Regions from separate parts of the Mus musculus genome. Here regions 2 and 3 are each linked to region 1. Evidence: chromatin contacts called from public Hi-C and HiChIP or PLAC-seq data. All regions are on one chromosome and are shown on one strand. The core of a region is the stretch at or near the end of the contact, and the rest is flanking DNA. Distances in the headings are between cores, read along the strand shown. Region 1 holds the start of 4930487H11Rik (RIKEN cDNA 4930487H11 gene). Region 2 has its middle 32 kb from the start of Gm39652. Region 3 holds the start of Nrp2 (neuropilin 2).

The links. A called contact is a pair of places that touch in the nucleus more often than the background predicts. HiChIP or PLAC-seq counts read pairs in DNA pulled down with a chosen protein or histone mark.
Region 2: a contact with region 1 is called in a Hi-C map of CD4 T cells, with 4 times the contacts expected there. The contact joins the enhancer-like site here to the promoter of 4930487H11Rik in region 1. A contact is called at or near these places in 7 of 484 Hi-C or Micro-C datasets (CD4 T cells, the HL-1 cell line, the N1E-115 cell line and 4 more) and 1 of 115 datasets of contacts at active chromatin or transcription factors (embryonic stem cells).
Region 3: an H3K4me3 HiChIP or PLAC-seq map of embryonic stem cells shows a contact between it and region 1, with 4 times the contacts expected there. The contact joins the promoter of Nrp2 here to the promoter of 4930487H11Rik in region 1. A contact is called at or near these places in 11 of 39 promoter capture datasets (the 3T3-L1 cell line, 3T3-L1-derived adipocytes, embryonic stem cells and 5 more), 3 of 15 datasets of contacts at CTCF or cohesin (the NIH/3T3 cell line and embryonic stem cells), 39 of 484 Hi-C or Micro-C datasets (the 3T3-L1 cell line, 3T3-L1-derived adipocytes, the C2C12 cell line and 22 more), 13 of 115 datasets of contacts at active chromatin or transcription factors (the NIH/3T3 cell line, bone marrow-derived macrophages, craniofacial prominence and 3 more) and 2 of 9 other capture datasets (adipose tissue and liver).

What each region holds. Positions count from the first base shown.
Region 1 is chr1:62,793,332-62,797,065 of GRCm38.p6, reverse strand. 4930487H11Rik (RIKEN cDNA 4930487H11 gene) reads left to right here and starts at 2,334. Exons shown (of 3, transcript NR_040601.1): 1 at 2,334-2,513; 2 at 2,595-2,670. The region is part of intron 15 of Nrp2 (neuropilin 2); the gene reads right to left.
Region 2 is chr1:62,874,114-62,877,842 of GRCm38.p6, reverse strand. No RefSeq gene overlaps it. Among named protein-coding and RNA genes, the nearest start is that of Gm39652, 32 kb to the right of the region's middle. Within about 2 kb of position 1,947, at least 36 of the 459 cell types and tissues checked have an H3K27ac peak or open chromatin away from gene starts, as enhancers often do.
Region 3 is chr1:62,701,021-62,704,852 of GRCm38.p6, reverse strand. Nrp2 (neuropilin 2) reads right to left here and starts at 1,536. Exons shown (of 17, transcript NM_001077404.1): 1 at 576-1,536. The coding sequence starts at 648.

The sequences.
Region 1 (3,734 bases), core at 1,085-3,584:
TGACATTCCACAACTGGACCGTCAGAGCTAAACATTCATTATGAACTTTTTATTCCTCTTCTTCTTTTTTTTTTCTTTTCTTTTTTCTTTTTATAAGGCAACATGAGACACATTTGCTTCAGGGCTGGAAGTAGAAATGACTCCATGCACCCAATGGCTGTTATCTTGTGACTTCAAAGACACCAGGAAACATAACAAAAGGGGTCATGTCTGAGTGCACTGGAGGAACCATAGTCTTGGGTGGCTTGGGATGGGGATAAGGATGGGTGAAGCCACATTGCATTCCCAATGGTCTCTATTTGTCTAGGTACCTGGAGATGACAATGACAGCCAACAGAAACCCAGCCAGAGCTAGATAAGGCAACAAAAAAGCTCCAATCTCTTCTCCAAGTAAACAAAATGTGTACAGTATATTATTTTCTTGAAAAGTACCCCAGAAGAAGCAACATAAGAGGGAAGGGGCCCCTCTCTACACACACCCACACTCCCCCCCTTCCACAGTGAATCAGTCTCTCCCTCGAAAATACACACACACACACACACACACACACACCTCTTCACATGGGAGTGTACTGTGTACATACATACAGGACCAGGCTCCCCTCAAGACACCTGGCAGCCTGCCCAGGAGAGGAGGGATGGGATAAGGCAAGGGGAGAAAACAACAGGGCCTGTCTCTGGAACAAAACCAACAGAGCCTTGGGTTGTGAAGTGCTTAGGGGCGGGTCTCTTCTGGGATTCCAGATGCAGCATTAGAGTTGGTTTAAAATCATTAGAAAAAAGCGGGGCGGGGAGGGGAGAAAGGAATAAAAGAGAGAAGATTAAAAAGGAAAGAAGAAAAGGAAAAAAAATAATGATTAAAAACAAACAATATCAGAGCAAAGAGAAACCGGAACCAAGAACCACAGAGAATGGTGTGGGGTACATGAGAGCGCTCAGGGTTGGGGACCCTGGAGAGAGATGTCTGAGGGTTCACACAGAGACTAGGCGAGGAGAAAAAAAGTGCAAAATCGAGGCAACGTGTTTGCAGTCTTTCTTGGGTTTTTTTTGGGGGGGCGCTGTTCCTGCTTCGGCCCTCAGCAGTGCGAGCCCCGCTCTTGCTCTAGCTTAATGGTTAGGGTGGGCTCGACCGCCAGAGGGGCCCCGTTGGTGTAGTGGGAGGTTTTGTAGGTGATGGAGTGATCGGTCTTCTTGGCCGCATAGCGGAACCGGTGGTAGTGGAGCACCAGGGCCAGGACGACGGAGGCCAGCACCAGCACGGCGCCCCCGGCCGCCATAACGTAATACCAGTAGGCTGGGATGGGCTGCACGGGCACCGTGTCCACTGTGGGCTCGGTCCCTGGCGGGAGGGTGCCCCCTGGGGGAGAGACACAGAGAGTGTTGCTAGGCTGAGAGCATGCGGACTCATAAAAAAAAATCAATTAAAAAAATAAAGAAAAAAAATAAAGAAAAGAAAGAGAGAAACACACATGCTTTGGGTCATACAGCAGGGATCCAGGGACTCAGGCGGTACTCGGCCTTCATATATACCAAGCCGTTTATTATCTGCAATCTCTTCGCTGGTCCCTTTATGCATCAGGTACTTTAACCCACTGTACAGATGAGGAAACAGGCTCACAGAGGTTCAATCGACAATTGCTGCTCACCTGGTAGTAAATATGTCTCAACCAAGAGTCCTACCCTTACATAGCTTTCTTTATTATTTAATCAGAATTACTTTACCATGTGTCAAAGCATTATAATTTTTTCTCTCATCTCTCTCTTCCTTTCTCTCTCTCTCTCTCTCTCTCTCTCTCTCACACACACACACACACACACACACATACACACACACACACACACACACTTCCACGCACACACACCACATACACACAATGATACTGCAGTATCTGCTGGAATTCAGATTGGTGAATTCTTCAAGTGGGTGGAAAAGCCATATTTGGTGTGGCTGGCCAGAATTCTCAACAATGTATTAATTAGGCTGGCTAGACTTGAAGGTAAATTCCACTTTGGTTTGCCAAGGTTTCTGTGCCCATTGAAATCAGCTTGGTCTTGTCTAAACAGGTCAATTACTACTGTCAAGCAATGACTAACCCGTCTTCATTTTTTTTTTAAACTGGATGGAGGATTTTAAAAGCAGATTGGATAAGGAGTTGCAGGGGGAAAAAAAGATATGAGCACAAAGCAATAAAGGAGTGTGAGAGCGAGGGACACCGAGCGAGGGAGCCTCATTCTTAACCGTGGAAAAGAGCGGGGAGAAGCTGGGGGTGGGGAGATTTAGGAGGCAACCGAGTTTACTGGCCAGCCTCTGGTTGCCATGGAGACGCTGTAGTAGAGTTTCGCTCAGGGTAACTCAGGGGAAAGACTGAATTGACTCCCACTCCATGCAAAACAGTGCTACAACTTGATTCTCCCAAGGATTTACATCAGATGAGAATCTGGCCCAGAAAGGGACTAAGGCGGTTTTGAGCTTGCCAAAGGCAGACATGATCTTTACTTCTGAAAAAGCCGATGTATGCTTAACCTATGAGAAATGCTTCTCGAGCTGCGGGCACCATGGGCGGATGGCTAAAACGTGCTTCCCTTACTTACAGGGTGTGCCGGAAGAGGGACAGATGAGCTGCCTATTCACAGCATCTGTTTGTGGACCCACCTTTGCTCACCACGCAGGCAGGGCCCCCGGCTACCTTTCTTCTCTCCACCCCCACACCCCCACCAGACTTAGAGCTCCTGAAGCAGAGGAAGCCAAGACTCAGCCTCCACCGAGGAGGACATGCAGTGAAGGTGCCCTGTAAATGCCTTATGAAGCAACTGCTGACCCGAGGCCCACACCCCCAGTTCTCAATTTCTCCCGACCCCACAGCCTGGTCCCCAGATAGCTGAGTAGTATGTCAGATCTCATGTCTCCTCAGAAGTGAGAGAAAAATGAGAGAATGTTTCTTAGAAAATCTGATGAAGCCTGCCCATCTTGCTAGTTCTGAATTACTGCTTCCGTCAATTTGGGGATCCCCTTCCGTCAGGGTGCAGTTTCACCTTGTAGACCACCAAAAGTCCTCCAGTGTTGGAAGAGCTTTGACCAAGACGAGTTGCTTAGCATACGACTTGATAACCACATCTGTATCTTTAGGATGAAAAAGACCCCATTATCCTAGGACTCCTAAAAGCTGTTTCTACTACTACCTTATCCTTTTCCAAAGACCCCATTATCCTAGGACTCCTAAAAGCTGTTTCTACTACTACCTTATCCTTTTCCGTGTGACTATATGGTCTTTTCCTTTCCGCTAAAGTGTTTTCATCCTCTTTTGTTTGTTATCTTGAGAAAGGTTTTCACTTTTTAGCAGAGGCCAGCCTGTAATTCACCATGTAGCTAGCCTTAAACAATCCCCCTGCCTCAGCCTCCCAAGTGGTGGGACTACAAGCATGAGCCACCACACCCAGCTCTAATTTCCATCTTTTAATTTTTTCATTTATCTTCTCCTCCCCCCCTCTCCTCTCTCTCTCTCTCTCTCTCTCTCTCTCTCTCTCTCTCTCTCTCCTCTCCTCTCTCTCTCTCTCTCTCTCTCTCTCTCTCTCTCTCTCTCTCTCTCTCTTTCTGTCTCTCTCATTGGTACTCAAATTGAGAAATTTACATACAAAAAAAAGGAGAGAGAGAGAAAGAAAGGAAACAAAGTATTGAAAATGGTTCCTTGAAGTGATCAGGTTGCAAGTCAGCTAATGTCAAGTCCTGATTCAGG
Region 2 (3,729 bases), core at 698-3,197, 81 kb before region 1:
CATGCAGACTGGCACCTCCTCAACTTCCTGCCCTCAGACCTGTCATGGGCCCTTCCTCCCTCCTTTCCAACTTCCTGCTTCTACGGAAGGTGCTCCCCATCCACCTTCAGCACCCTTGTGTGTCTTCTGGGATATTTCACTTTTGTGGTCACCTCTGCTCGCCCTCTATTGAGCCGGGTGTGTGAACATTCCAATGTGCGGTTGTCTCCGTTATGTTAAAAAGCTCTTCCTTGACCCTACAGCTCTTTCCAGCAACTGCTGAGCTCCCTATCTGTTCCTTTATTGGATGAGTGCCTACGAGAGACAGTTCCTGTTTGGGTTTGAGGTCCAGTTCTTGCCCTTATGGCATATATACTTGGGAGAGCTCATGGATTAGTTGAGAGAACCCATCAAATAATATTTTCACAAGATATTTGCTGCCTGTCTTTAGATGGAGAGGAGTCACACTGTGTGCATGGATGGGACAGATCCTCCAGGAGGTTGGACAGAGGATAATGGTATGGGCATCTTTCACTGAGGGCATGCCAGGTCAGCCAAGCCTGCATGTGTGAGGAATAGGAAAAGTCATCTCCAGGCAGAGGGAGCAGGTGAGGTCTCTGAGCTTGGTAGGGAACTTGAAAGAAGGACAGTGTCCCAGGCTATCCTGTGACAGTGCACAGCACGATAAGGGCTCCTTTAAGACTCAGTAGGAACTTGGGACAGAGCCCAAGATCTTAGAGGGTTGTCAACATTCATTGTATTAACCTATATTTACTCCACAACACACTACACTGGGCCCTTGCCCCAGTTTTTTTTTTTTTTTTCTAGAAAGTTCTTTTTTTATCTAGGCCACTAAGGTGCTCTATTGCTAAAGTCAAGGAACATTAAACAACAGAACCCATAATTCAATTCACTTAGTCCCAGTGTCTTCTAGACACTGCAGATGTGCAGCCCAGGACCAGGTGACTTGGCCACTTCCTGTCTTGAAGTATTTGCCCCCTCCCCCACTTAATTCTTTTACTGCTGCAGTTGTCTTTCATCTCTTCTTCAGGCTTTTCTTCCGCTTGTCCATTAAACACTGGCACGTGATCTTAATAGGCCTTCCCTGTGCTCTGTCTTGAATGCTTTCCCTTCCCTATTGAATTCCTCATGTCTTTATCTCTCACAACCCTCGGTTCCATTCATCTATGAAGTCCACTAGGAAGTGGGTTTCCTCCAGGATCTATTAGCAAGGGTGATGTCAACAGGTAGATTCTTAGCTACTGGGCCTCCAAAGGCACACAGCTATTCACAACTCCCAAATATAATCCCGGCATCCACATTTCTCTCCTAAGCTCTGGATGCACATTCTACCAACAAGACAAACACCCTTCAGTGGTCATTTACAAAGGAGTATGCTCAGAACAACCTTACCTTTCTTCTAACTATGGCCCTCTCTGGAGTGTCCATATCTGTGAATCACGTAAGTATCCACTTACCTGTTTGACCCAGACATCTTCAGGCCTCTCCTCTCCCTCAGTCCTTCTTTTCCTTCTTTTACTGTAGCTATTTTCTCACTGAAAAGTCACCGACTTTTTTTTTTTTTTATTGCTAACTAGGCTGCAAGCTCTGTCACCATCATATCCTCTGCCCCCAGCCTGGCATTGAGTAATGTACAATAAATACTTATTTATGGACCAGCTGGATGCGCCACTCACTCAGTATTCTTTGGGGTATGGGATTCATTTTCAGAAGTGAGCACGGGCGATGAACGTTGACGTCCTCTTTGTGGTCGCTCATTGTTTTTAGAACCCACTTGTGGCCTTTGATTGCTTTAAAGCCCTCAAGCACTAGTATTAATGGACCTCGTTGCTCCACATGGGCTCAGACCAAGACATGTGCAAACATGCAACCACATCAGAAGAGGAGGAAGACAGTGTCAACCGACAGAGGCAGCAAAGGAAGGGCTGGGGAGCTGCTCGTGGTGGGGGCTGACTCTGCTCTTGGTTAAAAATGATGCTAACATGACTGGCTTTGGCCTCAACTGGGGACCACAATAATAGAGTCGGGGAGGTAGCAGGAAGTGCCCACACCCTTTCAGAGAGATGCTCTCGAGATGTGGTCTAGGTTTCCTGGTGGTCGGTGAGGCTGGCCTCCTGCAATGACAATATATAAATGCTACACTTCTGTTGGTGGTGACCGTCAGCGGTGATGTCTCATGATCCTCACGTGGTGTCTTGTTAAAGAGGGGCCATTCTTCTGAGCCCTCTGCTTTGTTGGAGATTATGAGCAAGGGCCAGAAGGCAGCTTTTTGTTTTGTGTTTTGTTTGTCTTTCTTGTTTCAGTAAAGAACTCAGCTGTGGGATGAAGTCTGAGAATGGCTGCTCAAGGGGGGACTTGGCCAACTGGAGAGAAGCTGGGAAATTGTCCCACAGGCTCTCTCCAGTGCCTGAAATCACTCCCCACGGGCTGGCTACCGACCTTTAGTTCCCAGCTCCCTGGAGTGGAAATTGGAGGAGGAAAACTGGAATTACCCAGAAAGTGTGTTTTTTTCTTCAAGGCTGCTGCGATGCAGTCACTATTAGGCCAGCGGGGAGCTGCTGCTGATGACAGTGGCGATGATGAGGGCAAATGAGAGCTTACATCCATCTCAACAATGTTGGATTAGACTCTAATAGCAGGTGGTGGGACGCCTTCCCCACCTCTTTCTGTTCTGGGAAGTTTATTCATTCACTCAGTCGACAGTGGCTTTGAGCATCTATTAAGTGGTAGGCACATGACTAGTCTCTGAGAAGATGCTCCTGGAAAAATTAGACTTTGATCTGGCCTCACTGAGCATACAGTCCAGTACATAAGCACAGAGGTTCAACCAGGTGTTCAATTACTATTGGTGGCTTGTGCTATGGAGTGACAATGGAGGTGACGTTCCTCTGAGAAGAGCAGAGAGGAGAGGAAGTGTACACACACACACACAAACAGAGAGAGAGAGAGAGAGAGAGAGAGAGAGAGAGAGAGAGAGAGAGAGAGAGGGAGAAGGAAAAGAATTCAATATAGCTAAGAAAAAGCAGCTGGTACCAATTGTACCAGAGAAAGATGATGCTGAAGGTAATGGTGGAGGCAGGCAGAGGTCAGGCAAAATACATCTGTCAAATGTCATTTACAGGGACTGGGGAGATGGCTCAGGGGATAGAGCATAAACATAGGAGTTTTGTCCTCAGAATCCACATAAAAGCTGGGCTGGCATGGTGGCTTGTCTGTGGTCTCTGTGCTTAGGAGGTGGACACGGGCATCCCTGGGACAAGCTGGGCTAGGCTAGCTGAATATGGAAAGTTCAAAGTTTAGCTGGAGACCTGGGCTCAATAACTAAAGTGGGGAGTGGTTGAGGAAAAATCCATGATACGACCTTTGACCTCCACATGCATGTACACATGCTTGTGAAATAGAGGATGACTTTTTAAAAAACAAACAAACAAACAAACAAAACCAGATCACTTTGGGGCCTTTGTGAATGGTTCTGGGCACGCATGAAAGCATGGAGTCAGGGGGGTCAGTTGTAACACGAGGATCTTGAACACATTAGACTACAGGAAAAAAAGGGGGAAAAGCGCTACACATAAGCCACATAGTGAGGCATTCCATTTATAAGAAATGTCTGTAATAGTGAAATTTCTAGAGACAGAAAGTGGATTGATTGGTGGTTGCCTGTGGCAGGAGGAAGGGGCAGGAGAGTGCTTCCTGGGTACCAGGTATCACGTTGGGGTGATATTCAGC
Region 3 (3,832 bases), core at 287-2,786, 91 kb after region 1:
CACAAGCTGGCTTGCTTCACCAGCTTCAGCCCTCTGGTTCTGAGATGTATCCACCCAGTCTGCAAAGAATCCACACATCTGAAAAGCAAAGCTAGACTCTTGCTTTTTTTTTTTTTTCCCAAGCCCTTCAGCTAACATTGCTCAATGTAGCTAAGTGGAGGGAATGCAAATGATTTATATTTCACTGGCTAGGTTGAGGAAACTCAAGGGAGATGTGTTCTGCTTCAAGACAGGGAGGAAAAAAAAATCCCCAAAACTGTAATGCAAAGGCTTTGTAGTATTTTTAAACCTTTGATTCAGTCCATATGTGACATCTGAACACCGCCAAATTCTGTTACAAAACACACACACACACACACACACACACACACACACACACACACTCCCTTTGCAAGAGAGAAAAGTTGGGTTTAGCAGCCCTGGTGGTGTAAAGAAGGCCGCTGAGATCTCCCTTTAAATGATTGAGTATTGAGGGAGCCTCCTCATGAGCGCTTCTCAGTGGCTTCTCTCCATTAGCTGTCGCCTTTAAAGGGGAAACCGTGTAAAAATGAATAGAAAAACTTTGAAGGGCTTACCTTGCTGGCTTCTCACTTCGTGTCCTGAAAAGTACAGAGCTAAGAAAACCCAGGTAAGAGGAAACATATCCATTTTTGACAGAGAGGCTCTCTCCGGGGCTAGGTTTGTGGGATCTCCTATAATTATGTCTTTGTGTTTTTCCTCTCTAATTTTCTTCCTGGTGGTGTCTTCTGCAAAGGTCTCTAACGATCAACGTTTTCCTCCTGGGTCCTGGCAGTCAGTCTGTCTTCACCTTTATTCTTGCTGGAATATCTCCACCTCACTAGGAGATAGCTCTTGAAATCAGCAAAGAGGGAGCAAGCTAAGGAAGCGGAGACCGGTTTCCTCTTCAAACCCAAACGCGTGTATGTTCTCTCCAGTTCCTCAAAGTGTCATTTCCTTTATCCTACAACATCACGAGGGTTTCCCGAAAGCTGAACGCAAAATAATAGTAATAATAATAAAAATCAAAGCCAAGAATTGCCCTGGGCATCACACGGCCCCTAGGCAGCTGTGTGATCTCAGAAGCGCTAACTGACACAGGTCCCCCGGCACCCGGGACACACACGCGGGCAGAGGCACCGACCGCTGGACAGGCGGAGTGGTAAGCAGTCAGACGTCCGGCTCTTGTCCTTTCTGGGTTCCCCTAAGCTGGAGCCTCCCCCGGCGGTTACACCCGCTTGGCCAGTCTCTGGAGGGGAGTGCGAGGCAGGAAGCTGCTGCGGCCGGTGCTGCTGGTGTTGCTGCGGGTGCGGCGGCTGGGATCGCCCGCGAGTGTGCGAGCGGCTCTCCGAGTTCGCTGGCGCCCGCCCTCACCTCCACCTCGCCCAGCGCCCGGCCGAGTGTCTGTGCTTCAGAGGATGTGCCGGGGGCGGGCTGCAGGCTGGTGCCTTGCTCGCCTCCTCTGCCTCCCCTCCGGCTCCCCCCTCGCCTTTTCAGGCCGAGCAGCATGTGGATGTCAGAGCCGCGGCAGAGCGATCCGATTACGCGCCCGCTCAGGGCCCGCCCCTTCTGTGTTCCTGATTAAAGAGGCAGCCGCGGAGACGCGCGGCGCAGAGCCGAGGACCGCGGCACCCAGCTCGGGCGGGGCGGCGGTGGCTCGCAGCCCCGCGGCCGCGCGATCAAAGTTAAGGTGCCACGCAACCCTGCCGCCCCTCTCCCAGTCCGCACCTCCCTCCCGCCCCACGCACCTTCGTGCGGGGCTGCGGGTGTGTCACACCCGGAGCAAGGAGCGCCCTCCCTTCAGGGCGCGCTGCCTCTGCCGGAGGGAAACTCCGCGGAGCCCGGGAAATTCTTGTTTCCCCTAAATTCCGAGACTCAGATGCTACACACTCAGAATCCAACACAATGCCACCTGCAATGGCGTTACAGAAGGAGTTGGGTGGCGGACCGCGTTTGGCGTAGGGAGCCAGTCCGCGGCTCAGCTCTGTGTTCCCAGAGGCAGCAAAGCGTGGCGGCGACACACACAGTCAGCCTTTAGCCTTCTCTGAACCAAACCTCAAATACTTCTTGGGCTTACTTCTCAGATCCTTTGTTGTGTCCCAAACAGGATCCTCTGCGGTCTGGGTTAGGATTTACTTCAACATGTGCCCTTAACTTGTAACTATCTGTAAACGAGGGACGATTTTATTGAATAAAGAATTTCTCCGGGCAATTAAATTCCCCACCCCCACCCCTGGCCACCCAATACACCTTCAAGCTTCCAACATAGTATAGGTACAGGGAGGCCTCTTGGACTGCTACTGTAACTACTTCTGTTCATGTTTCCCCAAGGTATTGTGGTCACAATGTTGACAGAAAGAAAATAGCATTGTGTTACCTATTTTTAAGTGGAGACATGAAAACTGTTTCAAGGCGCTATAAGCTAACAGTTGGAGAAAACACTTGCATCTTTGTTTCTGAGGGTGGCTGGGTGATCCCCAACTGTCATATTCACCAGGCACCCTTGCTTTACCATGATCAAGATCCAACAGAGCACACCTGGCAACCTTTTCAGTCCCCTTCCTAGCAGTCTGAAGATTAGGAAACATAAAGTTTGGGTGAGAAGGGACATGAACATCTGACTATACCATTTTTCCCCCTTAGCGTGGACTTATGGGTTCTTCTGGGTGGTTTCTCTCCTTATCTGGACTTGCCATTAGCGTTGTTTATCACAGCCAGTGTTTGAAAAAAAAAATCTGTAACTCTCACTTAACTGTTATTTACATGGAGATAAACACAAACAAAATTGAATCAGAAGTGATTTGCAACTAGTTAAATGAGGGATTTTCCAGTGGAAGTCCAGAGCCTGAATACCACATGGTTAATCTTAACTGCCTGGCTGCAAAGGGCTGGAGTTAGAGGCCCTCTGAGTTCTTCCAGAGAGCAACACATACACACACACACACACACACACACACACACACGTGCACACGCATGCACCACTCAAATACTCATAGGGGCTAATTTTGATTTCCTTTATCCTTTCTTTCCCTTCCCTGGGTTCTTCGATGAAGGAAGAGGGGAAGCCTGGAGTTTGGACCTTAAGTTCAAATCCTGGCTTGTGTTGTTGGCAAAACACTAATCCAAGAACAAACAACGCTATCTGTACTAACAGTGCCTGCAAGGAAAGAGTTACTTAGTGTCACAACCCCACTGCTCTCCAGGCATAGAAAACCATTCCTACTTAGACTAGAGATGCACACAGCAGCTTTCTGAGAACATGACAAAGGGCAGAGAGATGACTGGGGAGAGAGAAAGAAACCCAAAGCCCATTGGGAAGCCATAGGATGACAACCCCGAACTGCTGGGCTTGGGACCTCAGACTTGAGGGTTCCCATCTAGCTGCTTCCAAGGTTCTCCTTCGTTCTGGGAAAAGTCAGTAAGATTCAGCGTTCTGTCCCTGGATCCTGCTTCTGCCCATATGGATCTTCGTTTTCTCAGAGGTGTTCTAAAGGGGGCGCTAACTTGCTTCCTGGAAGCCTCTGTGCCTCTGCATGCAAGACTTGACTGCAGTCCACTGGAGTGAAGGCTTCCTGTTCTGCAGATGGCCAGAGGGAGGGAGAACCCCTGGGGAGTCAAACTGGTCAGAGCTTTTCCAATCCTCTAGGGGGCAGCACTCAATAAATAATGCCCATGCCACCAAAGGCCTCTACATCCGTGCTGGGAAGCTCCTGCCTTTTCAAAGGACTTCAGCAGACCAGGGGAAATTCAAAATCAGGCTACTGAATCTTCCAGCCTGCTCTGAACAATAGCGGAACTGGCCCCCAAACAGCTCGTAGTGAAGTGAGGACTCCTG